Linked DNA regions of Arabidopsis thaliana: region 2 is linked to region 1. A link is a contact called in public targeted proximity ligation data. All regions are on one chromosome and are shown on one strand. The core of a region is the stretch at or near the end of the contact, and the rest is flanking DNA. Distances in the headings are between cores, read along the strand shown. Region 1 holds the start of BGLU18 (beta glucosidase 18). Region 2 holds the start of AT1G52620 (Pentatricopeptide repeat (PPR) superfamily protein).

The links.
Region 2: a targeted proximity ligation map of shoot shows a contact between it and region 1, with 11 read pairs. A contact is called at or near these places in 1 of 26 Hi-C or Micro-C datasets (vegetative nucleus) and 1 of 2 datasets of targeted methods (shoot).

Annotation. Positions count from the first base shown.
Region 1 is chr1:19,513,690-19,516,712 of TAIR10.1, forward strand. BGLU18 (beta glucosidase 18) reads left to right here and starts at 1,454. Exons shown (of 13, transcript NM_001198275.1): 1 at 1,454-1,734; 2 at 1,837-1,906; 3 at 1,988-2,043; 4 at 2,140-2,215; 5 at 2,366-2,443; 6 at 2,536-2,888; 7 at 2,972-3,023. The coding sequence starts at 1,561.
Region 2 is chr1:19,602,295-19,605,388 of TAIR10.1, forward strand. AT1G52620 (Pentatricopeptide repeat (PPR) superfamily protein) reads left to right here and starts at 1,502. Exons shown (of 1, transcript NM_104140.3): 1 at 1,502-3,094. The coding sequence starts at 1,534. AT1G52618 reads left to right here and starts at 853. Exons shown (of 1, transcript NM_001084236.3): 1 at 853-1,449. The coding sequence starts at 953. The coding sequence ends at 1,210. It also overlaps AT1G52615.

The DNA.
Region 1 (3,023 bases), core at 204-2,703:
ACGATTTTGTTATTAACTTGAAGTTGCATTACGATTTTGGTATATATATGATTGATCTATAAACTGAAATCCGAATTTTTTCGTGGTAGAGAAATAGAGTTTTGTTGAAAGCCAATGACTAAAGGCTTCGATAATGGCAAATCAATTTCAAAAAAGTCGATATAATTGAAATTGCATCTATATATGTGTCAAAGTAACTCTGATTTAAACTATTTAAATCATCTCTTATAGAAGTACTTTATTACCGGTATTTAAAAACTCGAAGTTAAGGTTAATCATAATAATATAATAAATTAAGATAACATAGATAAGTTTTTTTTTATATATATTATTAATACCACAATAGATTCTTAAGTAGTTGCTGTCAAAAAAAAAGAAAAAAGATTCTTAAGTAGTTACATTTTAAGTCAAGAACTAAAAGTCTAAAACTATAAATTTGTGGGGCAGAAATATCAGTTTTGCAATTGGAAATTTGGTTCTTCATTCATATATTTACGTATTGAGTTTTTGATTAAATGTAAATAGATAGTAAGATTCAAGGCTAACAGTTTATATCGATAATATCTACAAACAAAGCAGTTTTATGGTTAATTAGAACTATTTTTCAAAATTAATTTACTGATTAAATGAGACAAAAGTAAAACTAAATTTTTTTTATCAAAATAAAAAAAAAAATCACTAGAAAGCAGAGTAAAGTGTGAAGCTTGAAATGTGGATGGTGTGTTGAGGCACATGGAGATCACTGAAAATTGATATAGTGAACAATAGCTCAATTATTGAGAACTGTCTTAATAATTGTATAAATTCCTTTTTCATGCAATTTTCATTTTTGTTTTCTGAATATTTCTGTAACTTAAATGAACTCCACATTCATTTTCCTTACTTGCAATTTTACAACCAGCAAGAAATTTCATTAAATAAAAGATATGAGTCCGACGTGAAAGCGTTCAACAACCACTTTCCTCATTAGAGAAACTTGCTATATAGTTTCCCTAGTTTCTTACAAACAAGCAAGTCATTTTATGCATGTTCTTTTCTTATAAAAAATAATAAAAAATATATCGTACTACTATACAAGTAACTATTCGTGTGATAATTAATGCTAATGTACTAAGTAGTGACTATAAAAATAGTTAATGAGTGCTAAAAAAAGTTTTAAGAAATAATCGCATAGTATACAAAGCTAAGTAAACCATTCGTGTTATTAAATTAAACTGTTAATAACTTAATCAAAATACAAAATAGGCAAACAACAATTCGTTATTAATTATTTGCTGCCACTTGGAAAGAAAATTGAAAAAATGGGATTCTATTTGGTTCAGGTACCCTTATAAAGAATCACGTGCTACTAACTAGTTAACTGTATTAACCTAACTTAATTTAATATCAGAAGTTTTGGTAATGATACTGAAACACATTTCACACACACTATAACACTGACACAACTCTCTATATAACCATGAGCTCTCCTTCATTTCATCCTCAACAAATTCCTACACCAATATCTTTAGCTAGAGAGAAAAAAAGAGTGAGGAAACTAGAGAGAGAGACCACCCAATAATGGTGAGGTTCGAGAAGGTTCATTTAGTGTTAGGGTTAGCTCTGGTTCTAACTCTGGTCGGAGCTCCGACCAAAGCCCAAGGACCTGTTTGCGGTGCAGGCCTGCCTGACAAATTTAGCAGATTAAACTTCCCTGAAGGCTTCATTTGGGGAACCGCAACAGCAGCATTTCAGGTCCACTCTTATTTCTTAGATCATATGATTTTAATTTGTTTTGGGTAAAAATCGTTTTATGGTTAGTGATCATTTATTTATTACTATGTGGTTGTAATATAGGTTGAAGGAGCTGTTAATGAAGGTTGCAGAGGTCCAAGCATGTGGGATACTTTCACTAAGAAGTTCCCACGTATGTAATTGTTTTTTTTTTCGTATTGAGTGGGATACTTTACATTTTATCGATATATGAATGTTTAAACACATTTTCCAGATAGATGTGAAAATCATAACGCTGATGTTGCTGTGGATTTCTATCATCGTTACAAGGTAATTAATTATCTTCTTCTTTTTTTTTTCGTTTTCTTATGATTGAAATATGTTTTCTTGATGGTTAATAATATAGTTTAAAATGAATATTAACAGGAAGATATCCAGTTGATGAAAGACCTTAACACTGATGCTTTTAGACTTTCTATTGCGTGGCCCAGAATATTCCCCCGTAAGTTTATTTTTTTTTTTAATAGTTGATCAATATATATCTGTTAGTGGTTGGTCCACAAAAAAAAAAAACTGATTATTAGTGGCTATAATTGATTATTCACATTATTAATAGTTTTAAGATGGTTGGAAAATATGAAATAATTAACAGATGGAAGGATGTCTAAGGGAATAAGCAAAGTGGGAGTCCAATTCTACCACGACCTCATCGATGAGCTTCTCAAAAACAGTAATCCCCCACAAACAAAAGTTAATTATAAAAAATTCATAATATCAATATATACTAACAATTTATTTTATGTTTGATCTTTGGAAATTTAGATATAATACCATTAGTTACAGTCTTTCATTGGGATACTCCCCAAGACTTGGAAGATGAATATGGTGGTTTCTTAAGTGGTCGCATCGTGCAAGATTTTACCGAATATGCGAATTTCACTTTCCACGAATATGGACACAAAGTGAAACATTGGATCACATTTAACGAGCCATGGGTGTTTAGTCGTGCCGGTTACGACAACGGAAAGAAAGCTCCGGGACGTTGTTCGCCGTACATCCCCGGTTATGGACAGCATTGTCAGGATGGGCGGTCTGGATACGAAGCTTATCAAGTCAGTCACAACTTACTCTTGTCGCATGCTTACGCTGTTGACGCATTCAGAAACTGCAAACAGGTTATCTAAAATTACATTCTATAAGTTTTTATTTTATTTTGCTTTATAGTTTTCTAACATTTATTTTGTTAAACATTTTACAGTGTGCTGGAGGTAAAATTGGAATTGCACACAGTCCAGCTTGGTTCGAACCAC
Region 2 (3,094 bases), core at 252-2,751, 89 kb after region 1:
CTCCCATCATAATAGTGTGACATTACCTCGTTTAGATAATTTCACAAACACTTCGGCTCCGATTGTGATTCAATGCATCAAGTGGAAAAAAACGTTATACTGCAATTTTTTCACTAGAATTATGCCACCCTATTTTTATTTTGTTTATTAACTCGATATTGTCATTACTTTTCTTTAGCTAATTACAACAAACCAACCTAAGCTTAATATGATTGGAGCCAGGATTTTAAAACAAAATACTGAAGTTTTGTTCACTTAAATTTCAATACTTGTAGATACTAGTGAAAACAAATCCTTTAAGAGAAGTTTTCAAATTATGAAAAAAATTATTGGACTATATAACAACATATAATTTGATTTGTAAGGCTCAAAAGATTCAGTGACTAACGGTGACAGACGCGTTGGTCCACGTGGCACATATGGACAAAAGACAAAACAATCTTGCTGATCCAAAAAGAATTTACACACGATGTGAAGAAATAAAATTCAGATATTTTACGTAATCAAAGTAAAATAGATATGATTATTTGACGGTCATGGTGATTCACAGTTTAATTGACCTATTACGTGGTGCACAAAAAATAAAATAAAAAATTGACCTATTACGTTAGTAAAAATATTTTAATATAATAGTTTATGTATTGGAATTCAAATATGGTAATATTTAATTAAAAAAAGAATTAGGCAAGGCAAGTGTGTGGAATGGGCGAAGAATCCATAAATTGAGAGTGGTTCATAAACAGAGTTGGTTCTCTAAGCTTATACATATGTAGTTACTTATATACATGATTAATTAGAACATCAAACAAAGATCAGGATAACCAATGTTAACCGGGCCATGTATCTTCAATAGATCCAAAAAGTTTTTTTTTTTTTTTTTTTTTTTAAATCTCAATGGACTGGGCCTTGGGCCATACAAACTTGGAAACAGATACAAAAAAGAGATCGGAAAATGTCACCAGAAAATAGAACGGAAGCTCGGAACTTGTTGATTCCCAGTGGCAGAGAACCATTCGCACTAGATCCGGTGGTTTCAAGGTCCACGACTTTGAGGCATAGAAGAAGGATTGAAAACCACCATCGGAAGAAACCAATTTCCGACGATGCACCTCACCGTCGACTCACCAAACCCGCCACAAACCTCCCAGAAAACTCGACTCTCCGACTCACCGGCTCTACGACGATAGATCCTGACCAAGCAATCAATTGATTGATGATACACAGACAAAATTCAGATATTCAGCGTAATCAATTGATGATAACTAATAACCAACCATCGGTCTTATCAACTTATAGAACAAAACAATTTATAACTCCATTTGGTGCTATTTAGTTAGCTTTTCTTTAAAAGTCGATTCGGTATAATTCAAAAGAAAACGTAATGAGAGTGTTTCATAAACAGAGTTGGTTCGATTTCGGTTTGGTTTGGTTTGGTTTATTCCGGTTCTCTCTCTTCTTCCCCACCCCTAACTGATTCCTCTCTACTTCTGAATCAAACGCCGTTGACGACGAAACCACTCACCGTCGTCTGTAATGTCTAAAACCCTTCTCTCTCGCATCAAACCTCTCTCCAATCCTCATGCATCTAATTCCTTCCGATCTCATCTTCCGATTACTCCCCGTATCAAGAAACTAGTCAGCGACACTGTATCCATCCTCAAAACCCAACAAAACTGGTCTCAAATTCTCGACGATTGCTTCGCTGATGAAGAAGTCCGCTTTGTCGACATTTCACCTTTCGTATTCGATCGAATCCAGGATGTTGAAATCGGCGTTAAGCTTTTTGATTGGCTATCGAGTGAGAAGAAAGATGAGTTCTTTTCTAATGGGTTCGCTTGTTCTTCGTTTCTGAAGCTCTTAGCGAGGTATAGGATCTTCAATGAGATTGAAGATGTGTTGGGTAATCTCAGAAACGAAAATGTGAAGCTTACACATGAAGCATTGAGTCATGTTCTTCACGCTTATGCTGAATCTGGAAGTTTAAGTAAAGCAGTGGAGATTTATGATTATGTTGTTGAGTTATATGATTCTGTGCCTGATGTTATTGCTTGTAACTCGTTGTTGAGTTTATTGGTGAAAAGTAGGAGACTTGGAGATGCACGGAAGGTGTATGACGAAATGTGTGATAGAGGTGATAGTGTTGATAATTACAGTACTTGTATATTGGTCAAGGGTATGTGTAATGAAGGAAAGGTAGAAGTAGGTAGAAAGCTGATTGAAGGTCGATGGGGTAAAGGTTGTATTCCGAATATTGTGTTCTACAACACAATCATTGGTGGATACTGCAAGCTGGGCGATATCGAAAATGCGTATTTAGTTTTCAAGGAGTTGAAGTTGAAGGGATTTATGCCTACTTTGGAAACTTTTGGTACAATGATTAACGGGTTCTGCAAGGAAGGGGATTTTGTGGCGAGTGATCGACTTTTGAGTGAAGTGAAAGAAAGGGGTTTAAGGGTTAGTGTTTGGTTCCTTAATAATATCATTGATGCTAAGTATAGGCACGGTTATAAGGTTGATCCTGCTGAGAGTATAGGATGGATAATAGCTAATGACTGCAAGCCTGATGTAGCAACATATAACATTTTGATTAATCGCTTGTGTAAAGAAGGGAAAAAGGAGGTCGCTGTTGGGTTTTTGGATGAAGCATCAAAGAAAGGGTTGATTCCAAACAATTTAAGCTATGCCCCTCTGATACAAGCCTATTGCAAAAGTAAAGAGTATGATATTGCTTCTAAGTTGCTTCTACAGATGGCTGAAAGAGGATGCAAACCAGATATAGTTACGTATGGAATTCTTATCCATGGTCTTGTTGTTTCAGGCCATATGGATGATGCAGTTAATATGAAAGTTAAATTGATAGATAGAGGAGTTTCACCGGATGCCGCCATCTACAATATGTTGATGAGTGGATTGTGCAAGACCGGTAGGTTTTTACCTGCCAAACTCCTCTTCTCGGAGATGCTTGACCGGAATATCTTACCAGATGCTTATGTTTATGCCACGCTCATAGATGGATTCATCAGAAGTGGTGATTTTGATGAGGCAAGGAAAGTTTTCAGTCTCTCAGTCGAAAAGGGTGTGAAGGTTGATGTCG